2 separate regions of the Hordeum vulgare genome follow, and region 1 is linked to region 2. A link is a contact called in public Hi-C data. All regions are on one chromosome and are shown on one strand. Each heading gives the region's core, a stretch centred on a gene start, on an enhancer-like site or on the middle of the called end of the contact. The rest is flanking DNA. Distances are from core to core; before and after follow the strand shown.

Evidence for each region. A called contact is a pair of places that touch in the nucleus more often than the background predicts.
Region 1: a contact with region 2 is called in a Hi-C map of leaf, with 1.9 times the contacts expected there. The contact joins the promoter of LOC123428396 here to the enhancer-like site in region 2. A contact is called at or near these places in 2 of 6 Hi-C or Micro-C datasets (leaf and seedling).

Annotation. Positions count from the first base shown.
Region 1 is chr1H:187,648,219-187,654,146 of MorexV3_pseudomolecules_assembly, forward strand. LOC123428396 (phospholipid-transporting ATPase 3) reads right to left here and starts at 2,208. Exons shown (of 27, transcript XM_045112594.1): 1 at 1,672-2,208; 2 at 347-412. The coding sequence starts at 1,896.
Region 2 is chr1H:187,611,970-187,618,403 of MorexV3_pseudomolecules_assembly, forward strand. LOC123428396 (phospholipid-transporting ATPase 3) reads right to left here. Exons shown (of 27, transcript XM_045112594.1): 23 at 3,287-3,508; 24 at 3,038-3,205; 25 at 2,596-2,958; 26 at 2,386-2,492; 27 at 1,693-2,258. The coding sequence ends at 1,946. Among protein-coding and RNA genes, the nearest start is that of LOC123428396, 35 kb to the right of the region's middle. Within about 2 kb of position 1,577, at least 1 of the 3 cell types and tissues checked has open chromatin away from gene starts, as enhancers often do. A contact at or near this core is called in leaf, where this site is marked.

The DNA of each region.
Region 1 (5,928 bases), core at 958-3,457, 37 kb after region 2:
CGCAACGTGATCCTTGACGAGGGTCATGCATGGATTCGAACGGGTACCATCAGGCAAGTTGCCTAAGAGCCTGAGGGTTGGGATGTTCATTTATTTCCCCGTGAGGTCCCTCTTCTGCATTTTCTATTCCAATTTTGCTGTGCCAACTCATGTTTGTAAATAACCTTTACTCCTACCTATTCAATATATCAGGACACAAAGCTTTGCTTTTTCTAAAAAAACAAGATAATAGTTTCATGTTGCGTCAAGGCAAAAAAAAGAAAGGCCAAATTAACTTTAAAAGATGATAAATCTATAGGGTATGTCAATAGAATATGCATCAAACAGAAAAACAACGTATAAATACCTGTTCAAACAACCCTTTAGGTAGAAATGTCAAGACGCTGTACTTTGTAGTCGATACAGAATTTCCCTGGAAATGACGAACAAGAATGTTGAAGAAATAAGGTACGAATTATTAGAAGAAGAAAAAAACAAGGTGGGACTCTGGCATTAGAATTACAACACTGATGATTTGATATGCTACACACGGCAGACTGTGAAACTAAACAGAAATAGTCATGGTCAAACAAACTAGAAGATGTGAAGTGAGAAATGATATAGCTTGATCTTCACATTATCGATCCCGAATATATTCATTTGTTTACACTAGCATGTACGGAAAGGTGGGGTGTCAGTGAAAATTTACGAGAATGTTAAACAAATAAGATACAGATTATTAGAAAAAACAAGGTGGAACTCTGGCATTAAAATTACAAAAGTGATGATTTGATATGCTACACGCGGCAGACTGTGAAAGAAACTAAACAAAAATAGTTGATTGCATGGTCAAACAAACTAGAAGTTGTTGATAAAATGAGAAGTGATAGCTTGATCTTCACAGTATCGATCCCGAATATATTCATTCGTTTACACTAGCATATGTATGGGACAGGTGGGGTCTCAGTAAAAATTTATGAATGCATCTACTTACAATAATGGGGCATTTTTGCAGGGATCAAATAAGTTACGGTTAAGATAATAAAATAGTTGAAGTGGCAAGTAACAGAGTTTCGATTATTTTGTGGCACAAAATGGAGTATTACAATTAGACCAACAGCATTTTCATGGAAAGCTAACATGGCAACGAATGACGTGGAGAGCAACCATTCCCCTTACAAATAAATAGGTTGCTTCAGCTTGCAGCCATCAAGAGGTGAGTTGGCTGCCCTGAGCCCCTGACTGGAAACAAGTTCAGTAGTCGACACAGCAAGCATCATGCAGAGGTGTGGTTAGGTGGACGGGTGTATAGTATAGTCCAGCCTATGCATCTGAGCTCTTAAGCCTAAACGCCAGTAGCATCTATGTTGTACTGCTGCCATAGCAATCTAAGTGACTAGTAATTCACACAATCAGACTAGCTCTAATCCACTCAATTGGCTCATAGTTGACTAGAAATGCAGGTCTCGAGGACAAACTATACCTAAGTGACTTTCTCGCGGAATAATCAGTGTTAATGACTATGTAAACCGAAACAAACTATACTGCTCTACTAGCTCACAGCACCAAATGGATATCTCCAACCCAAACGACCGAACACGGAACACACAGGTGATTACGGGATCTAGGCACATAGAGCCCTACGCTTAGAGACGAATCAACCGAATTAGAGGAGGGAAGCCGGGCCTGTACCTTGTATGCGACGGGCGCGTTGGCCTCGCGATCGTTGCAGTAGATGGTGCGCACGGTGGGCGCCTGCGGTTGAGGCTGGCGCCGGAGGCTGGCGCCTCCGCCACCGAGACGTGCCGTCCTGGACGACTCCGCACGTCCGGGCTGAGAAGGTCCCGCCCGCGGCGACAGCTCGCCGCCCAGCCGTGCGGTGGCCACCCGCACCATCTCCTTTATCCGCGAGCTCATCCTGCCCTCTGCGGCGCCAGACCAAGCGCTGGAAGAACCCGCGGAAGATCTAGGGAAACCTCCCGATGGACCACGCGCGAGATCGGGGGCCAAATCTGGCCGGATTTGCGCGGTCTTCTCTGTGGATTTTGGGTTTCTCCGTAAGGAGGGGATTCGATTTGGATCACGCGTTCCCGTATGTGCGCGTTTTTGTTTTCCTCTCTACTTCCTCCTTCACTCCAACCTCCGGAGTCCGGAGAGGAGGAGACGAGGTCGCGAGTAGGGATTCTTAGATCGCACGACCTGGTTTGTTTAAAATGACGATGGCCCAGTTCTTTTGAGCTCATTACTCACCAAACATGGCGAGGCAAAATTGACATCGGGACGAAATAAATTATAAATTATACAGTATTAAAAAAAATCATTCAGCTGATCTTTTCGTGTCACGTCCGACAGTCACGCGTCATATTACCACTGTGTGATGACTTAGCCAAAGGCGGCACATCCCCAACCACGCCTATGTCTCGTGGCGGGCCGACCCCATCCTCAAGCAGTGTGAGGCCTAAGAAAAAGGCCGAGCACTTAGAGCATCTCTAGTACAGCCCTCAAACCCTTAAAAATAACCGCTTTTTACAGTTTTCATCGAAAAAACGGTGTAGACTAGAACCCTTAAATTCGTAAAAAAAAATAAAGGTCCAACCCTCAAACCCCTTCCCAGCCTGTAGAAGTGAGGGTTGGGAGGAAAAACTGCCCCCAACCCGCACTCATTTTCTCACCTCGCGCGGGAGGCAGTTGGTTCCCCCGTGCGGGAGGAATCCGCCTCGGCCGCCGCCGCCCCTCCGCGCCCCGGCTGCCGCCCCTCTGCGCCCCGCCGCCCTCCGCATCTCGGCCGCCGCCCCCCGCGCTCCGGTCGCCTCCCCACCGCCCATCCGCGCCCCGGCCGCCGCCCCTCTGCGCCCCACCGCCCTCCGCATCTCGGCCGCCGCCCCCCGCGCTCCGATCGCCTCCCCACCGCCCCTCCGCGCCCCGGCCGTCGCCCCCGCCGCCCCGGCCGCCGCCCCTCCGCGCCCCGGCCGCCGCCCCGCCGGCCCACCGCGCCCCGGTCGCCGCCCGCCGCCCCTCCGCTCCCCGGCCGCGTCCCCGCCCCGGTCGCCGCCCGCCGCCCCTCTGCTCCCCGGCCGCGTCCCCGCCCCGGCCGCCCGCCCGCGCCCCGCCCCGGTGAGATTTTTTTTTACTTTTTAAGTTTTTAATTTTTGCTTCATTGGCACTAATTGTAGCCACTTGGTATGTAGATGGACTCGTTGTAAGGGTTGGGTTTGAGGGTTCTAGTATTTGCCCCTGTTTTTCAACCCTTAAAAGTGTCAAAAATTGGCAATTCTCAACCCTTAAAACTGGGTTTTAGATTTAAGGGTTTGAGGGTTCTACTAGAGATGCTCTTAGGCGCCACACGGACACTTATCAGACTCGCGGGTCGGCCTCCCCCCACCCCCCTCCCATTCACCTCCATCAACCAGAACAAAGAAAGAGGTCCCCTCGAGTTCCCCTCTCCCCTTTCCTCAAATCCATCCCCAAATCAAGCACATATGAAGGATTGGTTCGCGGATTTCGACCCCAATCCCTCCCTTAAGGTAATCTTCCCCGATCCCCGCCCTCTCGTCCAAAAAGAAAATCTCATTTGCTCACTTTTTTGCAAATTTGAGCAAACGTTAGTTCTTCATGAAATTTGGAATGTGTATGATTTTGTTGCACTTGTTTGTATGTTAGGATTAGGGTTCTTTGTATGTAAGACTGAGAGTTGTGTTGGGGTTAGGGGTGTGGTGGGGTTAGGATTAGGGTTGTTTGGATGTTAGGATTAGGGTTCTTATGATTATGCAAATTTTGTAGTATTTGGATAATTTCTTATACAATATATTGTATGTTTTGTTGTTTAGGGATAATTGCTTATACAATTTGTACCTGGCTACGAACGTGTGAGGGCGTCGCGTCTTAGCAATCGCTAAACCAACTTTGAGAGGTTATTTACCACGCTAGAGCACGATCAACCTGACCACGAAGGTCTATTTCCTGCACGCAAACGAAGAACAAGCAAGAAACCAAGATGCAATCAAGATATTGCGAATATAAGAGCAAAGCTTTATTGATGAAGGTGGGGTTCTATGACGCATTTGTCTCGTCGTAGAACACAAATGAAGAACGCGAAGTTGCAGCTATGACGAACTTGTAATCTAAACAAAACCCAAGTCTAAATGGTGCCCTAAGGGCTGTATATGTGAGGGAATAGAGAGGCAATTTCGTGGCCCTTGGAGGAGGGGTCCGAAAACAGCCCTAAACTCGGTTTTCCCACACATACGGACTCTAAAAATAGCCTATATTATGGTATTTCGAAATTACATGGGCCTGGCCCAAAAATAAGGTGGCGCAACACCTATAATAGCCTATGGAGGAGATTTATAAAGTGTCATCTTGAATATTTCGTCCAAAGCCTTCATGATATCCTTATGTTGGCTTTAAAGTGTGAAAATCACCACTGGAAGCTCCATTGTTCTCTCCCACGTGTGCACCTTCTTCTCCATGCTTGATCCCGCTCCAACGGATATCCTTCTTGTCCATGTTAGATCCTTCATTCATGAGCACAACAAAAGTATCTAACTTAGGCAGCATCATATGTTCATGAACATTAGAAGTATTCCCAAGAAACGAAAGTACCTGGTAATTCAATTGGCGTGCACGAGCTCTAGTAATTGGTCCAGTATGTATAGCAGTTGGGGTTGTGGGTGTAACAATGGTGTTGATGTCCTCATCATCCTCCCCTTCTTGAAATGAAGTCGTCCTCGACGGAAGCTCATCTTCCTCACCCAAATATGACTTCAAATCTGCAATGTTAAAAGTGGGACTAACCCCAAAATCTCCAGGCAGCTCAAGTCTATATGCATTATCATTTATTTTCTCTAACACTTTGAAAGGACCATCAGCACGCGGCATTAGCTTTGAGTTGCGCAAATTAGAAAACCTATCCTTACGCAAATACAACCAAACAAGATCTCTATGTGCAAAGACAATATGTTTTCTACCCTTATCTCCAGCAAGTTTATATTTAGCATTCATGCGCTCAATGTTTTCCTTAGTTAAATCATGCATCTTTAATATCAAATCAACACGTTCTTTAGCATCAAAATTAACCTTTTCCAAAGATGGAAGAGGTAACAAATCAATAGGTGCACGAGGTAGGAAACATACACAACTTCAAAAGGACACGTCTTTGTAGTAGAATGGAGCGAACGATTATAAGCAAATTCAATATGAGGCAAGCATTCTTCCCATAGTTTTAGATTGTTCTTCAAAACAACCCTAAGCATAGTAGACAAAGATCTATTGACTACTTCAGTTTGTCCATCAGTTTGGGGGTGACATGTAGTACTAAAAAGCATTTTTGTCCCCAACTTAGCCCATAAACATCGCCAAAAGTGGCTAAGAAATTTAGCATCACGATATGAAACAATCATATTTGTCACACCATGCAAGCGAATAATTTCACGAAATAACAAATCAGCTACATTAGCAGCATCGTCACTTTTATGACATGGTATAAAGTGTGCCATTTTGGAAACTCTGTCCACGACAACAAATATGCTATCCCTCCCCTTCTTTGTTCGAGGTAAACCTAAAACAAAGTCCATAGATATATCCTCCCAATGAACACTAGGTACACGCAAAGGCATATATAAACCATGAGGATTGAGTCGTGACTTAACTTTTTGACATGTCGTGCAGTGAGCAACAAAACGCTCAACATCCCGTCGCATCTTTGGCCAAAATAAATGTGTAGCAAGTACGTCCTCCGTCTTCTTTACGCCAAAGTGTCCCATCAATCCTCCTCCATGCACCTCTTGTAACAACAAAAGACGAACGGAGCTAGCTGAATGCATAGCTTGTTAGCACGAAACACAAATCCATTAATAATGATGAACTTGTTCCATGTTCTCCCTTCTTTACAATTCTCCAACACATCTTTGAAATCAGCATCATGCACATATTGATCTTTGATGGTCTCCA
Region 2 (6,434 bases), core at 327-2,826:
GCCGCTCAAATCGATCTACGCAGACGTGTCATCATGTCGCAACGCGCCTCAAAGCCAGTGCATGTACGTCCGTTCGTGGGATCCAGCCGCTTCCCGTGCAAAGCTACTTGCCTGGTCGCTGCTAGTAGGTCGTCGTCGGCTGGTCGATTTTTTTTATAACCTTTGCTACAAACAAAACGCAAATCTGACCCCAGTTTGAAAATAAGCTCAAAATTGACATCTTTAAGTGACGCCAACGTTCCTGACGTCTGGGTTGCACTGGAGACGCCAGGGACCCCAGCGTATAGCACGGGCCCAGTCGATCAGTCTGTCGTTGATCGGATGACGTGGCAAAGGGGTCAGACGCCAGGGACCCTAACGTCTGGACCAGGAACCAGACGCCAGGGTCCCTTGCGTCTCATAAGTTCAATCTAGTGCAAACCTACTGGTGTCAATTGCGCGCACCCAGTCTCATAAGTTCAATCTAGTGCAAACCTACTGGTGTCAATTGCGCGCACCCAGACGCCAGGGTCCATGTGCGTCAACATTTACATTTTCTTTCTCATATTTTCATTTAAGACTTTTTTACTATGAAATTACATATGGATTATATATTAACATACATTTAAACTTAAGAATGGTTTTATACTTGAATCATACTTGAACCATATTCGTTCATTTATCTCTCAAAACCATACTTGAACCGTACCCATTTAGTGTCATTTTTAGCCCAACCAAAACCGAACCCACTATTTTTTCCACCCAAACCAATTTAAACCAAATACATAACCATGAATTTAAACCTAGTAAATAACTATGAGTTTGTTTTAATGTACATATGATTACACAAATTGACATGTTAAGAAGCATATGAGATAAAAAATGCATAAATGTGTCTACAATAGTTTGAAAACAAAACTATGCTTGAGATACAGTCAGCACACAGCAAGAGGCAAAAAAAACATGTCCATGACTGAAAAGCTCACTAACAAGTATATTAAAACCAAATTGCTTAGCGAAAGAACAAGCAAAATTGCTTAGTGAAAGAACAAGCAAACACTTTCGATTTTCATGTGGTGTTTCCTCGTAATACATAGTTACATAGTGCATTATAGCATGCACACGGATCAAAGATACTCGTTCTCGGTCATTGTTGATTATTGCATATAACCAATGCCTAAAAATTTGTTTGAACTCATAGTTTATAACCATTAATAACCAAACCGTTTAAACCCATAACCAATTATACCTAAACTGGTTTCTCCACACACCCAAACCAAAACCAAACTAAAAAAATCTCAACCCAATAAAACCTGAACCAAGCAAACCCAAAGTAAGAACCAAACCGTTACACCCGGTTCTTAATAACCATTCTTAGGTTTACATATATTATAGTGTAGATTCATTCATTTTTACTTCATATGTACTCACTAATGAAATCTCTAGAAAGACTTATATTTATAAACGGAGGGAACACAAAGTAAATACTCACTCCTCCGGCGGACAGTTCTCACATCTTGGGATAAGGTTGGTACGCTGCTCAACAGGAAGAAGAGAGGAAAGCTGGCGCTCACGCGTTAAGAGTCAGGGAGCAAACGGAAAAAAAGGAAAACTGACATGTCAACCCAACAAGCATCAAGATCTATGCCTGGAACACACCAGCACTGCATTCATTCTGCAACAAAGCAAGATTTCATAATAAGACAAGACAAATTTCAGTAACATCCAATTCTGTAAAAATCATAAGAATTTCGCTAACTGCATTTTCCAGTTTCCACTTTGTTTAACCAAATGCCTACCTGATTCTTCAGTCATCAAGATCAATGGTCACCTACTAACATCGCTAGCATAACATATTGGGTCATTGGGTGACAAACAAGAAAAAGTGCTACAAGGCTACTTATACACAATCATGTGGTCTGTGGGCAAACGAACATGATGTACAAAACTTTACACAAATCCAGGATTAGGATCTTCCTGTTCGTTGTGGCTGCTGCCGCTGCTGCTTCATGCTGGCTCTCCTTGCGACATCCCATGACTTGTGAGGCACACAGACACCTTGCTGCGATGCAAAAAATGACTCATAACCTGGGGAATCAAAAGCAAAACCAGTGTGCTTGGAGTTCTCTCGGGGGAGCATGGAAATCGCGTAGCTTCTCGCTTCTTCAGGGCTCAAATGGCTCCTCTCTGGAAGACGTATCATACTGTATTCATGGGGGTCATCCTTGTGCATTTCTTGAACAACTTGGTAGTCATAAGGGAATAGCCATCGCTGAAGCCTGGAAAACCGACAGAGTATCAGAGACAGCACACGGTTGATTCAGCCACTTCAGTATGTAGACTGAAAGAATCAAAACCAGACGACACTGACATATAATTGTGCAAAAGGAATAGGTGGTATCTTACGATAGATATAGGAAGTCACCAAAGAGAGCGATGACCGGAACAAGAATTAGTGTGAGGTAGAAGAAAAAGGTACTCATCAGAACATAAATCACAAAATATACATTTTCCTGCAGAAGGAACACAGCATGATGTTATGCATTTATAGAAAGAATGATCATTAGGCCCAAATAGTCATCAGCAGAGAGATAGATTAGTGCATAATTCACCCACCTGTCTGTCAAATGATGTCATTATGGCAGAGTATATAAAGATAAACAGAAACCAGGCCGCTATACTGCCAGCTACACTGAAATAATGCCATCTGGTAATAGAATTGCATGACATGAGGAGGCGGAGGTTCACAGTAACCACAACACAAGTAAAGGCCATCGTGCTAACATCCCATTGTCCAAGAATCTTGCCAGATGAGCCATGACCATGCTGACTTGCAGCTGCAGTGAAGTAATAGAACACTATTGACTGGTAGAAAGCAAAGAAACCCCACACCGCTATCACTTTCCACTTGAAGAATGTATTCCTAATTCCTTCCTGGTAAAGTTGTGGGTATTTCTTTGATAGAGATGCACTCACATCCTGAAATGGTTCAGTTACATGAATGCCACAAACAGCATCATTCCAGAACTAAATGTAAAATGAATACAGGCCGCTATACCTTATCAAATAATCCAACCATAATTACGGGTAGTGCTGTGAAAATGACATTATACAGCGACTGGAACCAGTCATCATAAAACCGCTGACCAGAAAAGCCAGTTTGGAAAGTGAACCAGAACTGAGTTAGCGTAAATGTCAGATTCTTGTAGAAGAAGTACGTGATAACCTGAAACAGCAAGTGACGACATTTAGTTTTGCGAACTATAAATATATGGAAAGATACAGGCTAACGAAACCATAAGCATACCTTGCACAATCTCAAGTATGACCACCGTCCATGTACAAGAAGCAAATCAGTAAGATAACGAAATTGAGCGATGGCAAAATCACTAGCCATAACTGCTTGCATTCCTTCTTGTCCACTAATGCCAATCCCAACATGAGCGGCTTGAATCATGCTTACATCATTAGCGCCATCGCCAATGCTGAGAGTTATCTTACGAGCACCCTTCCTAACTAAGCTAGTAACCTACAAAATGTGCGTCAACATTGGTATTTTGGCATCATTTGACCAAACAGTTTAGGCAAGGAAATTAACACACAAACCAGAAATTTTGATATTACTTGTATTGGGTAACTACTAAACCAGAAACTTTGTACTTGCTTTAGTACAAAGTTGTGAAGTTAGGACACTTGGCATGTCAACAGTACAGAATTGGTTTCTGAGATCAAAACTGGAATAGCAAATGAAACCAATGTACAATGATGAGTAGCGAATCACATGCACAAACTCTTATTGTGAAGGTACAATATTGGTTATTGCCTTTAAAATGTAATAATATCAACCTCATTTTACAGCCCAAGAACCTACAAACTATCCACATATGAGTACTAAAAAACTCGTATATCCACAAATAAAGGATGGCATGCTTGAAGCAGCACAAGGTTGTGGAGGAACAACTCCACCTTACTGCTACAATGTGTACAGCACAAGTGTTGAAGGAACTACTTCAACGTGCTGTGCTAGATATCGCTCTAGAGGCGAGCGGAGGCCAATATGGCAGCAGGAGTTCAATCCAAAACTCCTGGAGCACAAGATCTAGTCCAAGATCTTAGATAGGAACAACAAATTCTATTATAGATAGTGGGTACATAATCTGGTTACAACTAGAGGTGAGGACCTCTATTTATAGGGCTTTGAGAAGCTTTCACATACTTCTACTTATAGCTGGAACACTCTAGGAAACACTATTTAGTATTCACCATTCTACTCACAGCTACTTATAACTAGAGAACTCTAGAAACAGTAGGTAGGGTAAAGAAAAAAAAATACTACACTAGAGTGGAAGTATCTAGAAGTGGCCAAACAGATCTGGCATGTGATTTTCTCTTTCTTTTTCTTCTACTATTTTTCCTCATCATTCTCCCCTGGTTGTTTGGAACTCGCCCTCGAGTTATCTTCATAGAGCGTTTCTTCTGGATGGTAGAGGGTCAAGTCCGCAACATTGAAAGTATTGGATATACCCATGTCGCTTGGAAGATCTATCACATAAGCATTATCATTTATCTTCCTCATGATAGAGAAGGGCCCATACTTTCGCTGCCTAAGCTTCCCTTTAACACCTAAAGGCAGCCTCTCTTTTCGGAGGTAGACCATCACCTTATCACCAACTTGGAATGGTTTTGGCCTCCTTTTGCAATCAGCAAGTTGTTTATATTTCTGATTTTGTGCTCCCAAAACACCACGAATCTCTTCAAATAGTTCAGTATAATTATCAGCAAAGGACAAGACTGCTTTTGAGTTTCCCCTTGATGGTAGCTTCACCAGGTCCACCACATGTGTTGGAACTTTAGTGTAGACAATGGAGAAAGGACTCCTTCCTGTGGATCTATGCTTGGAGTTATTGTCGGAGAACTCTGCAAGAGATAGTGCCAAATCCCATTGTCCCTTTCTTTCTCCACAAATGCAACGGATCAGATTACCCAAAAACTTGTTTACCACTTTCGTTTTTCCATCTGTTTGTGGATGAGCAGTGCTAGAAAATTTCAATTCAGTGTTGAATTGCTTCCACAAAGTGAGCCAAAATGCAGCAAGAAACTTGCTATCACGGTTTGAGACGATCAACCTTGGAACTCCATGAAGTCTTACCACTTCTAGAAAGAATAGGTTTGCTACATGATGAGCACCCGTTGTCTTGCGGCATGGGATGAAATGACCCATCTTAGAGAATCTGTCCACGACCACAAACACAACATCACTCCCTCGTCTTGTTCTTGGCAAGCCCAAGACAAAGTCCATAGAGATGTCCTTCCATGGAGCAACAGGAACAGGCAAAGGCATGTATAACCCTGTGTTATGAACTTGGCCTTTGCAGGTTGACATATGAGACACCGTTGAACAAACTTTCTAGCATCTCTCTTTAGTTGCAGCCAAAAGTAACGAGTTTCCAGGTTAACGATAGTCTTGTCCCGTCCAACATGGCCACTAAGATCACTTGAATGAAGCTCTCTAACCAGCTTGTCACGTAGAGAACTTGTTGGAATGCACAAACGATCATTTTTGAAGAGATAGCCATCACCTAACGGCTGGCCTCTTGTGTGCTTTACCCAAACATGGCCAAGGTCTTCGTCATCCTCCTACAACTCCTTTATTGATCCATGCCTGGAAGTTCAACCTCAAAAGAAGTCAAGAGGCATGCACGACAACTCAAAGCATCAGCCACTCGGTTAGTCGGTCCAGATTTATGCACATAGAGCTCATTTTCCCTTAGTACTTCTAGCACCTTCCGAACGTGATCAAAGTGTTCATCTTCATCCTTACTATAGATCAAGATGTCATCGAAATAGACCACAACAAAGTGGGATAAGAAGGGTCAAAGGACTTGATTCATCAAGTGCATAAAGATACTTGGTGCATTTGAGAGTCCAAATGGCATGACTACCATTCAAACAACCTTTCCTTTGTCTTGAAGGCGGTTTTTCATTCATCCCCGGGTCTGACACGGATTTGACGATATCCACTTCTTAAATCTAGCTTTGTGAACACTTTTACCCCCACTAAACTGATCCAACATATCATCCAAATGGGGAAAAGGGAATCTATACCATACGGTGATCTTTGTTAATGGCTTTACTGTCCATACACATGCACCAAGATCCATCTTTCTTTGGCATGAGCAGGGCCGGTACAGCACATGGGCTAATACTTTCTCAAATGTGCCCCTTCTGCAGCAATTCCTCCGCTTTCTCCTTCAATATATCATGCTCTTTTGGGCTCATTCAATAGTGTGGAAAGTTAGGAAGACTTGCTCCTGGAATTAAGTCAATTCTATGTTGAATTCCTCTCATCGGTGGCAGGCCTTGTGGCTCTCCAAGTATGTTATAAATTTTGCCAATAAACCACCTACATTTGCTGTAATTTCAACAGTCAAATGCTCTTCTCCTTTTACAACAAG